Regions from separate parts of the Rattus norvegicus genome. Here region 1 is linked to region 2. The links are chromatin contacts, called in public Hi-C maps. All regions are on one chromosome and are shown on one strand. Each heading gives the region's core, a stretch centred on a gene start, on an enhancer-like site or on the middle of the called end of the contact. The rest is flanking DNA. Distances are from core to core; before and after follow the strand shown. Region 1 holds the start of Vps53 (VPS53 subunit of GARP complex). Region 2 holds the start of Doc2b (double C2 domain beta).

Region 1 (4,799 bases), core at 1,697-4,196, 390 kb after region 2:
ACATGTGTACCAGAGTGATTGTGGAGGATCAGGAACTCAAGATCAATCTTAGCTACATTGTGAGGGCAAGGCCTACATGAGACCCTGCTTCCAAAACAGGGTAGCGAGGTGCAGAGACTAGCAAAATTAGACTCAGCAGGTAAAATAATTTTCTGTAAGCTTGATGACCTGAGTTCAGTCCCTAGGTCCCACATGTTGTAGAAGAGAATTGACTTAACTCTGCAATTTATCCTCTGACCTCCACAAGCACACCAGTGCACAGGGATACAAATAATAAAACAAAACAAAAGAGGAAAAGAAAGTGATCCCTTGGGTTCTGAACTTTACTAGCTCAAGACAGATAATAACTCTGTAAAGCAATCTTCAGCAAAACAGTCCGTGAAATATAGAGAATCCGGAGTTGGAGAGATGGCTCAGGGTTAAGAGCAATGGCTGCTCTTGCAGAGGACTTGGATTCAGTTTCTAGAACCCATATGGTAGCTCCTTGCAATGGACTCCAACTCCAGTTCCAGGGAACCTAATGCATCTGCCAACCTTGAAGGGCCCCTGAATTTACATTGTACACATAAACTCACTCAGGCTCACACATATATACACATAAACTGTAAATAAGTAATTTTTTAAGAATAAAAATGAACGAACCAATATGACTTCTTAGAAAAGATGGTTATTAGAAGAGTTATGGCTTCTGTGATGTAGAGGGCAAGTGGAGGCAAAGCCAGTGAGAGGTGGAGCTTAGTAATGTCTTTGAAAAGTTTAGCATTTCACTTCTGTGCTGTACACCTATGGTGAGAATACACCACACGTACGTGTGATTACAGAATTAATTAAAAGCCCTTGGCAGAGGGAGTGCTGGGAACAGGGCCTGTCATTGTGAGCAGTATGAGGAAATGGGCTATCCACTTCCTAACTGCTCCCAGTTTCTTCATTCTTCTCTTCCTGTTCCTGGGTTTAATCCCAGGCATTAACAGATTTCACACAACACAGCCCTTGACTTAAGCTACTTCATCCGGTGACACCTATAGAGAGAATGTCAGGCTTCAGTGTTAGCAGAAAAATTCTAGATTTACCAAAAGATGTTAAGACACTGTACTTCATGGGTGGTTTAAGGAATTTCAAGGAGACACATGTACAGGTCATATACACATAAATACAGTAAAAATCTTAAAATGTTGAGAATTTTTGCAATTTGGGTGACACTGAAGAATATCCCTAAGAGTCCTCTCTTCTCAACAAGAAGGTTTTGGTGACTAAAGTCCCTTGTCAAGTATATTAAAATGTATGGTCATGATACTAGAAGTAACTGTGTAGGCCTCTGCATAGGGTTTTGTTCTTGATAAAGGGAGAAAGATCTTCCTTAAGGGAACTGACATGGGTTCACACTGTAAGAAAAAGCACATCAGGAGATATTGATATGGCTCAGTGGTAAGACACTTACTTACCTCATGTGCCAAGGATCTAGTTCAATCCTCCAATACTAATGGAAAGGAAGAGTGTACCTCACTTAGTGACTATTGCCCAAGTAAAATATTAATTCTACTAATAATAATTAGCGGGGTTGGGGATTTAGCTCAGTGGTAGAGCGCTTGCCTAGCAAGCGCAAGGCCCTGGGTTCGGTCCCCAGCTCCGAAAAAAAGAAAAAAATAATAATAATTAGCATATATGGACCATTAATACTTTTTTATTTGTTTCTCTGTGTATCCCTTGCTATCCTGGAACTCACTTTGTAGACCAGGGGGTAGGGAGATGTGTGTGTGTGTGTGTGTGTGTGTGTGTGTGTGTGTGTTATGGTCAAGAGTAGTTTTCTCCCTCTATTTGAGGGTCTTGGGAAAGAGACTCAGGTCAGCAGCCTTGGTGGCACAGTGCCTTTACCCACTGACCATCTCACTAGCCCTCAACCTTTTAATTATGGTAAAGAACTGTCTTAGTTTGCTTTACATTTCTGTGATAACACAGCATGACCAAAAACTTGGGAAGTAAATAATTTCTTTGGATTACAGGTTACAGTATATTATCAGGTGAAACCAGGACAGGAAATAGAGCAGAAACCACCAAGGAATGTTACTTACTGGCTTACTTTCCATGGCTTGCTCAGCTTGCTTTTCTATACAACTCAGAACCTGCTGCCCAGGGGTGGTACCTCCCATAGTAGGCTGGGCCATTCTACAGCATCAACCAAGAAAATGCCCCCACAGACTTGCCTGTGAGCCAATCCGATGGAGGCAATTCTCGACTGAAGCTTTCTCTTCCCAGATGACTCCAGCTTGTGTCAAGTACACACACCCATACACCAGCACAAGAGCCATTTTCCAGTATGCCTCCCCACACCCCTATTCGGTCATTTGTTTCCGCAATGAAAGTATCCCGCTGCCAATTCCAAAGCACTCCAAGAGCTTAACCTGAGAAATGGGAGAAGCAGTACTAGCTAGAAAATGAATGAGGTCTTAAAAATCTCCCATAATCCGAATTCTCCAGTCACAGGGCTCCTAGGTTCATCCTGTCAAAGAGTACATCTAGGCCCAAACCTAGCAGGGCGTGACAACCTCTAAAGAGCCTGGAGAAGACGTGTTTTGTCCCCGGGCTGAGAAACCCATTCCCACCTTCACTACCATCCAGACTTCCGCTCTAAATTCGAGCCACCACCTTTCCAGCCTAGAAGGGTGGATTCGACCCCGGCCCAGAGCCGCCCATTCCACCGTAGCACCCTCCTGAGGGGGTGGAGCGCTCACCTGCTCGATGGCTAGTTGCACCTCTGGCGTGAGCTGCAGCACAGCCTCCAGCTCCTCCACAAACTCCAGTTCCTCCTCCTCCATCATCCCGCCGCTCAGCCCCCGACGCCCTCTCCAACCCTGTCGTGATCTGTCTATCACCAGGACCCCAGAATTGCAATCCTCCAGGTACAGGGCTCGAGAAAGCCGCTACTCGCTCGTCTAGCCCGGCACTTCCGGAGAGTCGGGCACTTCCGGGAACCGGGGGACTCTGGGATAGCGGAGGACTGACTTCAGCCATGGCAGTCAAATCCCTGGAAAATCTCCAGATAACCCTTAACCACAGGTTCCCTGGCCGCACGCGGCGGGTTCTTAAGATTGGGAACCCTCCCCACCTCGCCCAGGGCGCGTCTCCCACCGGCGCCGTAGTGTCGCTGGAGAGCGGGGGCGCCCCAGAGAGCGGTTGGCCCCGTCAGTGTCTCAATGGATGGGCAGTAAGCCCCTCTGGCAACGAAGCCAACATACAACCCACTCGCTGGATCCCCTTGGTCTGGAACAGTCTGTGACCCCCTACCATAGCGGGTGAAATGACTCGCTGGTAAGTGGCGGTGTTGCCAAGGGCATATGAAGTTTGGGGGAGTGTCTTAGATAAGGATCCCCTGCGCAAAATTGTCTGAAGCCTCCTCACTAGGGTGGGGAGTAGGGGGGAAAATGACTCAACGCAGGAAAGTGTTTGATTTTTGAGACTGGACGTCCAAGCTGTACATCCTTGTTTACACCCTTGATAACCTTACGACCTTGAACAAAGTACTCCCATCTGCCCTGCGTACACTACGTTAGATGGGGTGAGCATTAAATATGGAAGTATTATGCAAACTTAGGCAGGTAGTACAGGAAATGTTAGGGTGTTTAGCCTCCTACATCACAAAAAGAGGAGCCAGATCGCCCTGTGGAACGGCTTTTCCAGCAGGTACTGGAACAATGAGGGAATTGCAGCCAAGGGAAGGGTTGCCTTACCAGTTTGACATTGTGAAACCCTCGACCAAGGAGTATCTGGCCCTGCTGAACTTTTTTTTTTTTTCTGACATATAGTTTTATCGAAATTTCTGCAGGAATAATATAATTTGCTCTTTTCATTAAAAAAAATTGCAGTATTAGGAATGGAATTTTGTTTTGGTTTGCCAAAAAAATGTGTAAGTAGTATAATTTTTAGCAACCAAAGAAACTGCTTAAAAAATATAATTGCAGAAGTGCAGAGGAGACATCAAGATGGCTCAGCCAGTAGAGCATTTGCTTGAAAAGCCTGATGCTTGAATTCATCCTTGGAACCCACTTGTTGGAAAGAGAGTCCTAACTTCCACAAGTTGCCCTCTGACCTCCACACATTCGGCACACACACTCACACACACACACACACACACACACACACATTGACTCATAACATTGTTTTGAAAATTATTTAATAACATGGGAATGTATACACAGTGTATTTCAGAAAGCAGAATATTTATTTTTTGAGAGCAAATTTGGCTGGGTGTGATGGTATAAGTCTATATTTAATCCCAACCCTTGGAAGATGGAGGGTAGGTGGATATGGAATTTACTTTCTCAACCAAAAGCAAATGACAAGGAAATATTTTTTCTTTATTTTCCCACATGTCTATAATGAACATACGGTAGTTTTATTATCAGAAACTATAGGTGCCGTCTGACTGTGGTAGCACATGCCTATAAATACCAGGACTCTGGGAACTGAAGCAGAAAGGTGGAGAGTTTGAGGCCAGCTGGACTATGTAATGAGATTCTTAAAAATCAAAAACAGGGTTGGGGATTTAGCTCAGTGGTAGAGCGCTTGCCTAGCAAGCGCAAGGCCCTGGGTTCGGTCCCCAGCTCTGGAAAAAAAAAAAGAAAGAAAGAAAAAATCAAAAACAAAGGCTGGCAAGATGACTGAGCCATTAATACTGCTTGTTGCTCTTCCAGAGGATCCAGAACCTAAGTTTAGTTACCAGCACTTTCACTGAGCAGCCGGCAACCATGGAACTCCAGCTCCACGGCGTCCAACATCCCCTCAGCCTCCAGGAACACCCACGC
Region 2 (4,636 bases), core at 1,928-4,427:
ATATGTGATGCCTGGACCCACAGCAGCCACCTTGGATCACGAGGGTCCCACTTAGCTGATGGAGTCTGAGACCAAAACTGTGACTCTGTTTTATATCTGGTGTTCCTCATCCATATGCCCTTGGGAATAGAGAACCTGCCCTGGTTTTCAGCCCAAGAGGGAAAGAGCTGGCTGAGAGGAAGGACTGACAGAAGCCTCATCGCCAGGGATGCTGGAGGGCTGCTCCAGTTTACCATGGTGTCTGCAGCAGGACCTTTGCTGATCTGCCGGTGTGAGCTACTTTGAACTGATTTCATGGTACTTGTAGTCCAAAGCCTCTCAGTCATTGCAGCTTTGGGGTCCGAGTTCCCTCTGCACATGGGGGGGGGCAGGTAGCTTGTGATACCTGGGTGCTGGGGTCTAGCGTGATGCTGTGTCTTTTTCACTGACCTCCTAAGCTCAGCAGGGAATGAGGTGTGTGTGTGTGTGTGTGTGTGTGTGTGTGTGTGTGTGTTCGTGTGCCCATACTTGCATACTTTGAGGTGACCAGCAAGGGAGGGGCTTTAAAGAGGAGAACCAGGCTAAGCAAACAGGCTGTTTTCGCGCCTCTGCCTGGACAACAGAGCAGCCGCCCTCATTTCTTTTCATCCGAACAGATAATCCAATAATTGGAGCAGCAAATAGCATAACCCTGGCTAAAGCCATAATGAACCATCTGGCTTGAATCACTTAGGCTTATTCTAAGAGGTCTGGTTGTCAGAGCTCACAGGGTGCACAGCCTTGGGTACAGAGTGGTCCTGCTCGGGCTCTCCTCACCTGTGAGAGCCACAGCCCTTGTGCTCTCTGCCCTAATAAGATGCTCAGCTTCATCCCCACTTCCTCAGCTCTGCAAGCTCCAGACCTCTTCTCCACACTTGGTCAGTGTATCACAGCCACCTGGGTGTGGCCAGCCCCCAGTTTCAGTTGAGAACGTTGTATCTAGGCCCTACTCATGTGAGCCTGTCTCCAGCTAGGACACCTGTGGCCTGAGCCCAGGGACTCAGCACGGTTCCCTTTGCTCCACTCCCAGCTGCTGACAGAGTTCTGAAAAAACGCCAGAGTCGACAGACCGGAGGTGGGGCTTCCGGCCTGCTTTATTCCTTCTGATGGGTTTCAGGATAGCCAAAATGACTAGGTTTCTTCCCTCTTGGCCTTATGTCATCCCCTGAGCTGCTATGGCACCTGAGGGTGGCCCGTGCCTCAGGCACAATCTTTGTCCACCTGCTCAGACAGAATGCTGCAAATGGGAATGGCTTCCTATCCTTTCTTCCCAGGATGGCTCTGGACCCCACTAAGGGGGCTAACTGTGGTCCTACTTAGGGCCTCCTAGAGGGCCGCCAGCCTGGATCCTTGCTGAGAGTGCCAGGAACTGGGCAAAGAGTAAATCCAGGGCGCAGCTTTGCAGACTTTAATAAATGCAGCCCCTCTAGTTTCCCTCAGCCTGCAGGAGAGCAGAGGGCGGGGCCTGCGCCTCAGCCTTTATGCTTGTGGGTAGGGCCTCCATGTGCCCTGAGTTAGAGGGTCCAGGCCTAGAAAACACACAAAAGGCAGTGTTCCCTGCCCAGACTTGATCCACCTCTGTCGATGGGCTCCCTGAAGTGAAACGTGGAGTCTGTTCCCAGGGTGACACTGTGAACTCCCAGCCTCAGCATCCAAGGCACATGTTATGCTGGGGAACAGTCAGCCCCTAGCCCAGAGGCCCTGGGGAACGCCCAGACAAGGCATAACTACAAATGTTGTACGGAGGAGGGGCTGCTTTTGCCTTGGGGAAGCTGGTATGCTATCCCCCAATCCCACGGTCCCATGGCACCCATGACTAGGTTTTGAGGCTGGCTCTGTTTTTTTCTAAGTGAACCAGGATGACAGCTGGGCTGGGGCCCTTCCATGTAGTCACCCCCAACCCCAGCCCCTAGCAAATTCATGGGACGGGTGATGTGACTTCTTTCCTCCTTTGCTTTCTGGATGGTCCCTGGTGGGCCGGATCAGGCACCCTTAGGGACCACACAAGACACCAGAAGAGGTCCTGGCCTGGCTCAGGAGACCCTGTTGTCTGTTGTCTCCCTGGGGCTGAGTCCGTGAGGAGGGGGTGGCTAGGGACATTCCTGATTAGGGAAGCCGGCGTAACAGGTGGGCGAAGGTCCACGGCCAGGGCCAGCGGGGTCCGCGGATGCGGGAAGAGGAACCGCCAAGGTTTTTCCAAAGGACAAGCAGCCCCATGGTCCTGGTCCTCGGCCCCGCGCACCAGCAGAGCCGCGGCGCGGTATGGGCTGCGGGGCCCGCCCCAGTTACCGCAGGGTCCCCAGCTCTCCAGGTGGCCACCTCGGGACTGCCCGCACAGGGCTCTGGGGCCGGGAGGGACCGCGCGGCCCGCAGCAACTGGTGTCTCTCCGGGGCGCAGCTCCGCCCTTCCCGGGAACAAAAGCCGCCGCCCGCGCTGGAGCTCCCGGCGCGCGGGCCGAGAAGGAGTGCGGGGCGCGCCCCGGGGAGCGGAGGCCTGGAGACGGGGCGCCCCCAGAGGACGCCCCCAAACTTCCCAGCTCTTGTGTGCAGGTGTACTGGGCGGCGGCGGCGCTTGCCCTGCAGGGACCCGGGTGCTGGGAGGGGGCGCGCGGCCGGCGACTGGGAAACTTACTGCAGTCGTCTGACTCGTAGCCGTCGGCGTCCGGTTCGTCCTCGGGGGGCTTGGCCGGCGGCCTCACGGGGCTGGGTCCGGGGCTGGGGCCTGGGCTGGCACCGTAGGCTCCGAAGAGCTGGTCCACATCTTCGTCGTCGTCGCGGGCGCCGTCGGAGGGGCTGCGGGGGCCGGCGGTGGCTGCGGGCGAGCGCGCGGGGGCGTCCGGGGGCGCGGAGGCGCGGGGCGCGGCGGTGGGGGGGAGGCCCCGCGGGAAGCGGGGGAAGTAATCGGAGATCTGCTTGATAGGCCGGATGGGCCCGGGACACACGTCGATGGCCATATGCTCTTGGATGCTGATGGTCGCCTTCTCCCCGCGCCTCCGGAGGGTCATGCAGGCAGCGCCGCCGCTCGCGGCCCGGCCCGGCCCGGTATGACCCCGGCCCGGGGGTAAGTCAGCGGGTCCCGCGGGGCGCTGCGGGGGCTGCGGGCATCGCCGGTGTGGCCCCCGGACGGCCCTGACGCGGCTGCTGCCTGCTCGGCGGCGGCCGGTGCAAGTGAGTGCGGGGCCGGCAGCAGGGGGCGGGCCCAGCCCGCGTCACCCGGCAGCAACCAAGCGGTGAGTGTGCGGGCTGCGCGCGCGGGCGGGCGGGCGGGCGGGCTGGCGGGCACGGAGAGAGTGAGGGAGCGAGCGAGCGAGCCAGGAGAGCAACCACTTCCTCGCGCTCACAGGGCGCGCTCACACACACGGGAGGCGCGCAGGGCCACTCCGAGCCTTCCCTGACTTAGGGTCGCAGACTTGGCCCCAGCGAGCTACTCATTCCGCATGTGCCAGCCCATGAGGGGGCTGCATTCACTCTCGCGGGACAGGCGCAGGTGTGTGGGGCATTGCAAACACACACACACACACACACACACACACACACACACACACACACACACACACACACACACACACACACACACACACGAGACACTCAGTGAAAAAGATCACCCATTCCGGGCTACAGGCTACAGACACATGCAGTGGTGACAGATTCTGTGGCACGGTGAGCCTCCCCAGGATGTGCATACACACAAGAAACACAGGTTCTCAAGAATGCCCAGGGCACAGTCTTCCGTGCTGGGCCCAACAGAACCCATAGCCGTAGAAGTCATCTGGGGAATGAGGATATGAACTCCTCAAAAACCCCCTCCTTTGTAGATGCAGGTGGGCAAGCCACAGGATTACCTCCTCAGGAAGTCAGGTACAGGCTGTTTACATCCTAGCAGGACAAGTGTACCCTGGGCTGTCCCAGGACACTGCTGGGACAGTTTGCTCACTTTCTGTCAGGTCACATGCAAACAGGACCTAGGCCAGGCTCCTCACTCAGTCCCTGAGTGACTTGAAAGACCCAAAAGGACAGACTGGGTGAGGACTTGGACCAGGGCATGGTCAGGATGGACAGAGGGAAGCAGGCCAGGGAAGAGATCTCCTGGGGTGATGGTTGAGTTTGGGTGTAAAGGCTAGGTGCTGCCTGGCCCACACTTGTGCCTCCTGTGGTGGCCAGGCAACTAAGCAAATCCCTGCTGCCTCTCTGGGAACAGCTGTGCTGGGAACAGGCTGCTGCTTGTGCAGGTGCGGCTCCATAAGCCCTGGCCTGGTGTGGATGGAATCCTGTTTACTCCGGTTTTCACTGAGTCTGTGTGGGAGAGGCTTATCAGTTTTAGCTGTGTCCCTCTATTGTCAAGGTTCTCAACACGTGGGTTGTGACCCCTTGGCGGACCCTTTCACAGGGGTCACTTTCAATCATGGGAAAACACAGATATTTTTATATATGACGATTTATAACGGTAGGAAACTTACACTTATGAAGTAGCAATGAAAATAATTTTACGGTTGGGGGTCACCATAACACCAGGAACTGTACTGAAGGGTTGCAGCGTTAGGAAGCTTGAGAACCATTGCTCTATTGAGTCTAATATGAGAGTGTCAACCACTAGCTATATGCAAGGTGAGTACTGGAG

Evidence for each region. A called contact is a pair of places that touch in the nucleus more often than the background predicts.
Region 1: a contact with region 2 is called in a Hi-C map of kidney, with 4 times the contacts expected there. The contact joins the promoter of Vps53 here to the promoter of Doc2b in region 2. A contact is called at or near these places in 10 of 12 Hi-C or Micro-C datasets (the Rat2 cell line, Schwann cells, frontal cortex and 5 more).

The regions. Positions count from the first base shown.
Region 1 is chr10:61,533,966-61,538,764 of GRCr8, forward strand. Vps53 (VPS53 subunit of GARP complex) reads right to left here and starts at 2,947. Exons shown (of 22, transcript NM_001105813.1): 1 at 2,730-2,947. The coding sequence starts at 2,816. LOC103693391 (a long non-coding RNA gene) reads left to right here and starts at 3,069. Exons shown (of 2, transcript XR_594815.4): 1 at 3,069-3,306; 2 at 4,689-4,799.
Region 2 is chr10:61,148,356-61,152,991 of GRCr8, forward strand. Doc2b (double C2 domain beta) reads right to left here and starts at 3,178. Exons shown (of 9, transcript NM_031142.1): 1 at 2,651-3,178. The coding sequence starts at 3,023. It overlaps LOC134480823 (a long non-coding RNA gene), which reads left to right and starts at 3,111. Exons shown (of 3, transcript XR_010055678.1): 1 at 3,111-3,248.